Regions from separate parts of the Mus musculus genome. Here region 2 is linked to region 1. Evidence: chromatin contacts called from public promoter capture Hi-C data. All regions are on one chromosome and are shown on one strand. Each heading gives the region's core, a stretch centred on a gene start, on an enhancer-like site or on the middle of the called end of the contact. The rest is flanking DNA. Distances are from core to core; before and after follow the strand shown.

The links. Capture Hi-C pulls out chosen DNA fragments and counts their contacts.
Region 2: a contact with region 1 is called in a promoter capture Hi-C map of adipose tissue. The contact joins two enhancer-like sites. A contact is called at or near these places in 2 of 484 Hi-C or Micro-C datasets (CD4 T cells and mammary gland), 1 of 115 datasets of contacts at active chromatin or transcription factors (embryonic stem cells) and 3 of 9 other capture datasets (adipose tissue, liver and pancreatic islet).

The regions. Positions count from the first base shown.
Region 1 is chr9:50,833,077-50,837,901 of GRCm38.p6, forward strand. The region is part of intron 14 of Alg9 (asparagine-linked glycosylation 9 (alpha 1,2 mannosyltransferase)); the gene reads left to right. Among named protein-coding and RNA genes, the nearest start is that of Ppp2r1b, 21 kb to the right of the region's middle. Within about 2 kb of position 3,130, at least 63 of the 459 cell types and tissues checked have an H3K27ac peak or open chromatin away from gene starts, as enhancers often do.
Region 2 is chr9:50,903,804-50,908,458 of GRCm38.p6, forward strand. It overlaps Sik2 (salt inducible kinase 2), which reads right to left. Exons shown (of 16, transcript NM_178710.3): 9 at 3,604-3,768. Among named protein-coding and RNA genes, the nearest start is that of Gm25558, 18 kb to the left of the region's middle. Within about 2 kb of position 1,703, at least 59 of the 459 cell types and tissues checked have an H3K27ac peak or open chromatin away from gene starts, as enhancers often do.

The sequences.
Region 1 (4,825 bases), core at 1,880-4,379:
GGTCTGTGTGCTCTGTGATTGGGTGGTCTGTGTGCTCTGTGATTGGGTGGTCTGTGTGCTCTGTGATAGGGTGGTCTGTGTGCTCTGTGATAGGGTGGTCTGTGTGCTCTGTGATTGGGTGGTCTGTGTGCTCTGTGATAGGGTGGTCTGTGTCCTCTGTGATAGGGTGGTCTGTGTGCTCTGTGATAGGGTGGTCTGTGTGCTCTGTGATAGGGTGGTTTGTGTGCTCTGTGATAGGGTGGTCTGTGTGCTCTGTGATTGGGTGGTCTGTGTGCTCTGTGATAGGGTGGTCTGTGTGCTCTGTGATAGGGTGGTCTGCTTAGTGGGAGCCAGCAGAGGCAGAACTGTTTATTTCTGTACAATAACAGGTTTACCAGAGTATGTGTTGTGAAGGTTAGGTTAGTTGGAAGCTTACTGCAGTGTGACAGTCACCCATTCTTATAGCTGTAAAGGAAGACCACAGCTGGCTCCTGGCCAGCTCTTCCTCAGGGTCTCTCTTGCATTGGCCATCAGATGCTAACTGAGGCATTACCACTCTCTCACCCACACCTCTGGCCCCTGAGACTAGCTCTCGGCTGGATCTCAGAGGAGGCTATCACCCAGAGTTCCTGCCTGTGGCTTTCCTTTCACATGGGGGCTGCACTCCATTGCTGTTAGGACTCAGCCTTGGAAGACTTCTCCCTCATCCTGCTGCTGGTGGGAAGCAAGCCCCAGCCATGCTCAAGGGATGAAGAGTTGTATGGACATGTTATAAAATCTCCTCAGCTTCTCTAATGCCGTTCTCCTCCTGAACTATTTTTCAATTCAAAGATTTCTGACTAGACGGAACGGGGCAGCCCTGAAGGCCATTTCCCCTTCCTCCCCAGATGGACAGGAGACCACATCCTGGGCAGGCAGGCTTTGATGCACAGTGCAGATGCTATCTGGTCTTTAGGGAAGAATCCGTTGAATCAGTTTCTCCACATGACCAGCGAGTGGTGGGCTCTAGTGCTTTTTCTGTATGCCAGGCACTGTGGTGCCTCGCCTCCCTCACTGGTGCCGAGGAGAAACAGGAACGGCAGAATTCATGTCCTGTTACACTGTCAGCTCACTGCTCTCACAGTCTTTCATTCTCTGTCAGCTTCTGCCTGCTGTCTCCCCTTCAGCTCCTGCCCCTCCCCATTTCCCCCAAATACTTTTCTCAGATCTCCATCTAACATAGCTACCCTTGGCCAGATTTGGCTTCAAACTCCTTGCATGTTGCCTAATGTCTTAGTTCCCTAATCATTCAAATCTGCTGACATTTAGGAAGAGCAAATTGAACAAACCTTTTAATCCTTGTGGAGTCCAGCAAGCTCTGCTTTCTGTTGTTGTGGAAAGACATCTCCACATCTCCTCACTGAGCCAGTGCTGTAGACGGACGAGGAGATTCAGTGCTTCAGGTTGGCCCTGGCTTTAAGCTAATGGACCAAGCAACTGACAAGCAACTGACATCATCAGTTTTGTTCCAGCTTCTTTATGATTCTCAGCATATTAGAGGCTCTTAAATATATGACTTGGTGGGCTTTACAGTCTTTTTATTATTTTTACATTTTTATTACTTATTTTTTTATTATCTGTGTGTGAATGCATGAATGCATGTATGTATGTGTACGCACTGAGATTTGCAGGTGGTTGTGAGCCTCCTGTTATAGATGCTGGGAACCGAACACCAGCTCCCCAGAAGAGCAGCAAGTCCTCCTCGCTGCTGGGCCATCTCTCTAGCCCCTAGATTTACTTTCTTAGAGCTGGATTTATGTAATGGTGAAAAGGAGGCAGGAGCAAGGTAAGGGTCTTGTCAGAAGCCTGAACCTTAGTGAAAGAAAAACTGTTGCGGCGAAGTATACTTGTTATTTATTTCAAACTTTAAAGCTTGCCAGAGTCTTTTTCTTGAGATGGTTTCCAGTGCTCTTCTGCCACATGGATAAAGCCCAGATAAGGTTCTGAGGAGCAGGACTGAGCCTGCGAGACACTGTCGTGTGCTGCCTGTATCCCTCATTCACTACCAGATGGGAAAAGACTGAAGAGCACTTCCCCCAACCCTTGGCAGGACCGCAGGTCAGAAGGCTCCAGTTGCCTAACAGCAAGTCTTTCCCAACCCCACTGTTCTGAACGTTGGCTAAAGGTGACTGGTGCAGAAGCTAGGGTGTTATGCCAGATGCTGTACACGTCAGGAGCATGAGTCCCTACATACCCATGCCTGTGCTTCAGTAGACTTCTGACCTAGCCACCTCACAGCTCCTTGGAGGTCACTCTGAGTGGTCAGCACGGTGGCCCGAGTGCTGGATAGACTGCTGAAAGTTAAGTGTTATACCAGTCACATGGGTCAGGGCGACTTGGCAAACTCTGTGAACTAGAACCCGACAGGTCATTTGGCCTCTAGAATGCCATTGCTTTTGTTAACATGGGCACTCTGAATCAGCTGTGCCGCCATCCCATGGGCCACTGTAGCTCCCTCCCTCCTTCCTCCCACACTGTGTAGTTTCCTGCTTTGCTCTGCTCTGCCTCATGGATTTAGGACTAAAATGTTTGAGAAGAAAACAGAACCTGTTTTTGCTTTTGAAGCTCCGTTTCCTTGTGGAGGTGAGCATTGGATGCTAGGGGAGCAGACTAGATCATCTGATTTGAGAGGCTGGCCTTTTCTTCCACGTGTAGACTCAGGAGTGTTTTCCACGGGAGAGTTCTAAAAGCTGGAGATGCAGCATTGTGTCCTGTCCCTAGGCGGGCCCTCCAGCAAGTACAGCATGTTAGCCATGCTCCTGTGTCCACGCTTGTGAAATAGGGGTGTGAATTATCTCTGGAGTGCTTACTGACTATAAAGCAATGTCCTCACCCCGTGTCCCCCCCAAAGGCTGTTAAAGCACCCTTATGTTTGCCCATACAAGCCTTTTGAAAGTTAGCAGTGCTCAGTAAAGGATAGGTTGAGTATAACTGAACGTGAAGGAAAACCCAGATTGTCTTTAGAGCTAAAGGTGCTTTGAAGGGCCAGTTCTGCACTGAGAGGTATAGAAAACATCTCACCGAAAATTGCACTACATGGAAGAGACAGCAAAGAGCAGTTCCAGGAAGTACTCAGTGGGGCTGAACCAGCAAGGCTAAATGTGGTTTTAATGTTTGAGTGAGGGAATTAGTGGCTGGATGGACAGACAGACAGGTAGAAATGGGAGGGAAACCCATTGAGTGCAGTCTAAGCAAATTGACTCAGTATTTCCACTTGCACCGGCTGGTGGTTTCGGGGGAGACTAGCTGCCAGTCTTCTGCTCATGTCAGCAAGTACAGACTTAAGTCTCCACAGCAGGGTGCTCTCAGACCCCGATAAATGGGATGGTCATTGAATCAGAGCACATTCTGAGCTGTCAGCTAGTTATGCTGCTTGGACATGTTTTGTGCATAGCTGATCCATTCCAGCATTGCTTAAGAGCCTCTCTTACTGGGGTAGAGTGTTTGGGTTTCTATGATGGTGACACCTATCTTACATCTTGTTCCTTACTGATTCAGTTATAGTCAACCTACTATCCTTTGTTGAACAACTCTAATGTTCAGCGCTTGTGTTCTTTCAGGTCACAAGGCCTGTGGCATTTCCTTACAGGCCTTGTGGCATGAACTTTGATAGGTTTTCGTTTTGTCTTAGTTTGTGATCATGTGATTTATGTTTCCACATGTGTGAATGTGTGCATATATGCAGACTCCATCTTCCAGTGCTTAGCTGTTCTTCTTCAGAAACAACGTAGTCTAACAAGTCGTCTTATCAGTTAAAGCTGCTTCAGATCCTAATGGTGGAGAAACTGTCATAGTTAGGGATTCCCTTCTTTCTGAGTCAGAACAGATGAAAGAAGGAAGAAATGTAGAACAGCAGCTAGTGTCAGACCAGGGGAACTCCAGCCAACTTGTTCTAAAAACCGAGTCAGACAGCCCACAGACTCATTCCTTCCCAGTTGAGAGGTGGGCACGCTATCATAATAGCAGCATCTGTCTTACTTCTGGAAGTCATTAGCCGTTAGTGGCTCTGTGTGGTGACTGCAGAAGACCTGTGTTCCCAAAGGATGCTCTGTGCTGTGCTCTGACGAGACCCTGTGCTTTCTCCTTTTATAATTTTGTGCTCAGATCTGCCTATAAAATCCTCCTTGCTGAATGCTGTGTTTAGAATTTAGTGCTAATTTTCCGATGACTCCACACTGGGTCACTCCCCAACACTGCAGAGTTGGGGTGTCTCTTGATTCACTTCATGTCTGTCCTTGGCAAGATGTATAACCCAGGGCTGGTGAGATGGCTCAGCAGGTAAGAGCACCCGACTGCTCTTCCAAAGGTCCTGAGTTCAAATCCCAGCAACCACATGGTGGCTCACAACCATCTGTAATGAGATCTGACTCCCTCTTCTGGAGTGTCTGATGACAGCTACAGTGTACTTACATATAATAAATAAATAAATCTTTAAAAAAAAAAAGATGTATAACCCAAACCACAACCTGTTGGACTTGGGATTCCTCACTGGGAGTAGGACTTGTCTGTTATCTACCCTTCATACCTGCATTTATGCTGTCACCTGATGGCGCTCAGGATGGTTGAGCGCACCTGAATTCTTTAGCGTGATGTACTTTATCTATCTGCCTATCCTTCAGCTACCCATCCATCCTTCCAATATGTGTGCTGTTCATCATACAGTTGTACCAGGCATAGGTAAGACATACTCAGTCCCCGAGATCTAAATGTAGGAATAGCGGGGCATCCAGCAAGTTAACAAATAAGTCTGTACACATTGTGAAAGACAGACTGGGAAGACCTGGCGGTCTCCTGAGCCAGAGGAACT
Region 2 (4,655 bases), core at 453-2,952, 69 kb after region 1:
GGTGCCCTACTATGCACCCAGAGCGCCTCTGTACCTGTGTTCTCCTGCCTCACTCCACTCAGTGCCAGCCCTAGGTGCCCCTCACACTCAGCTTAGAACCCCATCCTTAAATAACAGGACAGAAAAGCTCAGAAGTAAAATTATTCACCATAGACTATGGATGCAAGAAAAGAGAAATAACTGTGTACAACAAGAGGGGAGTGGTTAAATAAAGAGATATACAAAGCAGTGACTTACATAATTGTTAAAACTTATGCTTGTAAAGACTACTTCAGGACATGGGAAACATTCTCATGACTCACTGTTAGATACAGAAGATACAAAACTACACATAATAGGAAATAATTTCAATAATCTTTTCACCCACTGAACCATCCTATCTATACCTTACCTACTAATTTATAGTATGACATCAAATAGTCTTTGAGTAGTGACTTACAGTTAAATTAATTTTATCTTTGTTCTCTTCACATTGTCAAACTTGATTTTCATGATTGGTTTTATTTTTATGTTTTTACTTCAAATTATAATTTAAAATTTTAAATCCAGAAGTGAAAGTGAAAGTGAAATTTCTCCCCAAACCCCCTAGAGCTTAGCACCACTCAAGAGTCTGGTTTGCTTTCCAGCCTTCTCTCATGTTTATCACTTTCACAATGCGGAGTTATCAAGGTGCAATCACACACGGAATGCCTCTGCTACACTTGCATTTTCTCCCCCCCCCAATATTTTATTTTTTATTCACTTTACATCCAGATCACAGCTCACCCCCTGCCTCCTCTCCTTCCAGTCCAGCACTCACAAATTGCTCCCTCCATTACCTCTCCATTTCTCCTCAGAGGAGGAGGAGCCGCCCTCCCCTCGGATACCAACCCATCCTGTGACATCTAGTCCCAGCAGGACTAATCAAACCCTCCCCTGCTAAGGCCCCGCTAGGCAGTCCAGGTAGGGGAAGGGGATCCACTGGCAGGGAACAGACTCTGGGTCAGCCAGCCCCTGCTCCACTTGTTAGGGAACCCACCCGAAGACCAAGCTGCACATTTGCTACAAATGTGTAGGGCTACACTTGCATTCTCAACCAGCTAGTCCAGGTGTGAACCTGGAAATCCTTTTAGTATAGTCTTTAGTAGTATTACAAATGGACTGACATGTGTACATGGGAAATCTACTCTACACAGGTTGTGCAACTGTCCTCCTACCATGGGCTCTATGTCCTGAGGGTCTCAATTAATGCTCAGAAAAATGCCTTCCCCTCCGGCCCATAAAACCCAAGTCAAAGTTTCAAGTTAGACTCCTTCAGTGATTTTACTAACAATTAAGGGAATGAGAAGTGATCTGTTTTTAAATGTTCAATACTAATTTTTGATCACAAGTAGAAATGGAATTATTAATATATATAGCTATGATAATCTTTCAGAAAATAAGTGGGCTATAGTGAATGTATATGAAGTCATGTGAACAAAGGAACTGAAAGATTCTTTGGTGTATGCATTTACTTATGGGTCTCAAAGAAAGGTAGTTGGAAGGAGCTAACAAAATGATGCACATCAGTCCTGGAGATGTTTACGGCCTGCTCTGAGTTTCAGGGTAGCACTGCCAGTGCTGGGGCCAGTTCCAGTTTGACTCTCATGCCTACAAATGTGAATATACCATGTAGCAACGTCTGTATCTTCTGCAAACCATTTCCTGTCTGTTTCCTAGTAACTACAACAATCACAAGCTTTAAAAATAGCTTGCCCTATATATTATAGCAGACAGTGTTCAATCTGTGTTTTGGGCCTGGTGCCTTTACAGGCAAGACTTCAACACACTGCATTTTAATTTCTTCAAGAGAATTAGATCGTAAAAATGAATTATGCTGCCCTATTTTATGTCTAAATGCTGAGCATGAATTACACTAATGTGTAATGCTAGGCAAACACAGGCACAAAAAGCAGACTGTCCACAGGAAGTAGCCTCATCTTTAGGGCTGGACAGTAACTATTCTTGTATAGCAAGTTGGCTTACCACCTGTTGTGACAGTCTGGTATGGAGCTGCCACCACCACTGTGCTCCACAAAGTCCATGCAACTCATGAATCTGCTTGACATCCAGAGGTCTTAACTGAATGGCATTTGCCATCCCGTTTCTAAGCTTGGAGTTCTACACTCTCAACCCCAATGTTAGCGTCCCCTCCTCTCCTATTTCATGTCCATCCCCATATTTCAGGCCCTGCATCATCTCCCTCCTGGACCCATGCTTACTGAGCTCCCACTGTCCTTGCTCCCTTGCCTGTCTGCTGGAGAACCGCTCAGGCAGTCTCCAAGACCAGCATGCATGCAGTGTCTCCTTACTCAGGTCTTCAGCTGGTGCCTGACTATTCTATCAGCTGTCCCAATAAGTCACCAGTTCCACACCCGGAACACTGCCTAAAGAACTGACCTCCTTGCTTGCCCTTCAAAGCAAACATACACGTTTTTACTTGTACAGTTTTCCTTCCCATGCCCTTTCCCTCAGAAGAACAACTGCTTTGACATAGATGGGCCTGATTACCTACAGTACCCTCCCTTTCCTGATGAAACCCCGCCCTAATTTCCAGCCACACAGATTCTACTCTACTTTGCAACTCTAGTTGTGAGAGTTACCCCCAAATTTTCCTGATCAAGTACAAAATCAATTCCCCTACTTCTTTCTAGGTTCATTTGACTGACATTTCATCAGTTTATTCAGTAGTTGGCCTGCTGTGTTAGTTTCATACAATTTGTGTTAGACTACAGTCTAGTAGAGTATTAGGCAAGCTCATGTCTGATTCATGTTTTTTGTTATCTAAAGAGGGTAAAATATGGGAAAACAGTATTTGTTGACTATTTAAAATCTACCCTAAACCACACAGATTATCTTACTCGTAACAATGGCTTCCTAAAATACATATATAGAACATAGTTTTATACAGAGCAAAATGAAATTCACCTTGCCCAAATTCACACAGCTTAGTGAAGCAGCCTGAACACACTCTACATTCTTTTAGGATACTGTTTCCTATTAATATGATCATCTCTATAGCACTTGGTACTGAGTATATACCACTTACAAGTCAAAAAGAATCCATTGCATGAAAGAAGTGGTCATCTTTCATTTCCTGGCAGTCCACTTTATGCAATACACTGAATACAAACTAAACCCATTAAGCACGCCCAGGCTGGATCAAAAAGGATGCTCACTCAGTCAAAAAGAGATCTTATACTTTGTATTTAAGGTTTGCTGTGCAGAAAGAACACAACAATAACAAAGTGTAACTCAGCACAATAGGTAACATTTTGTTTTTAAAATCATAACTTGTGAAGAGTCAGCCAACCTACCTCCTGACTTAGTCATACACCCAAACAGTTATGAAGAAACTTTAAAACTTGGGAAAGAAGAGGAACTGCTTAGGGAAGGAAGAAACAGAGGGCTTATGTGGCCTGGAGCTGTTACTTAAACAATGAGACCCGATCTCTGAACATTTTGATACAATTCTTCACCAAAACAACATTCAACAAAACCATACTACCACACTATGTATGAAACCGAGGTCTCCACCCACTCTCCACTGCATCACAAGCACACCACGAAAGCACAGCACCTTACCTTTGGAGTGTCGACACACTCTTCCTCCATAAAGGCAGCTTCTGCTTGACAGCTGGATGTTGGAAATGAAAAGGCCTCCACATTGGATGCCTGTGGGAGGAGGGTAGATCGCATCAGTCTCACGTTCGGTGGATGCAAGGTCACTGGCAGCCCCACAGTTTGTGCCTGAAAATATGGCAAGAACAGACAGTGTGGGAACAAATATACTCACTGCTCTTGGAACAAGAGTTATTTGCTGGAACTCCAGAAAAGATTTGATTGCGTGTGTATGTGTGTGTGTGCACACATATGTGGTGAACACTGAATTTAAAGTCTCACTAGTCAGATATTCTCAAATAAATTATACAGAGTTTGGTTCCTGTCTCATAATGATAGTCTTTCACACAAGCAACAAGATGGCCTTATAAAGAATCAAAGAGTGGTCTTTGTCTCAAGTCAATAAACTATTTTTTTCTTATTTTTAAAACTATTCTACCTGGAAAGATTAAAGAAAAAAAAAGGCTCATAGGAGCTCAACAAGGAGGTACAGATGAACACAATCCCCAGAGCTAGTACAATAAGTATAGGAAGTAATTCTATTTTCCTACCTCCCCTCCCCACGAACAGAGGAAGACGACAGAAGTGGCTACTCAAGGTGATAGGAAGGTCCCTTTCTTTTGAGAAGATGCAGTCTGAATACATACAGCCTGCTAGAGCGACAGGAGAAATGCTTATTGCTGCAGAGTTCCTTCCTGGGACCAGCCTGCTCCACAGAACTTGGGTCTCTTTCTGTCTTTGTTTCTTATAAACTCTGGGCCTACTGCTTGTATCTCTTAAGTGATGGAGTATCAGACATGAGCCACCACATTTTGGCTTTCTGTGGGTGGTTCATTCCATTGTTCTGTCTCCTTTGTCAATGCTTTAAGTGAACAAGGACAGGCAACTCTCCTTCTAGCCATAGCCTTAGAAACTGGCAGAATAACTTTTCAGATGTGCTTTGAACATAATAGACACTGTGACAATCTGGGGGACAATCATCATACCAGACTCCCATAGGAAGAAGCAGAGCCTCC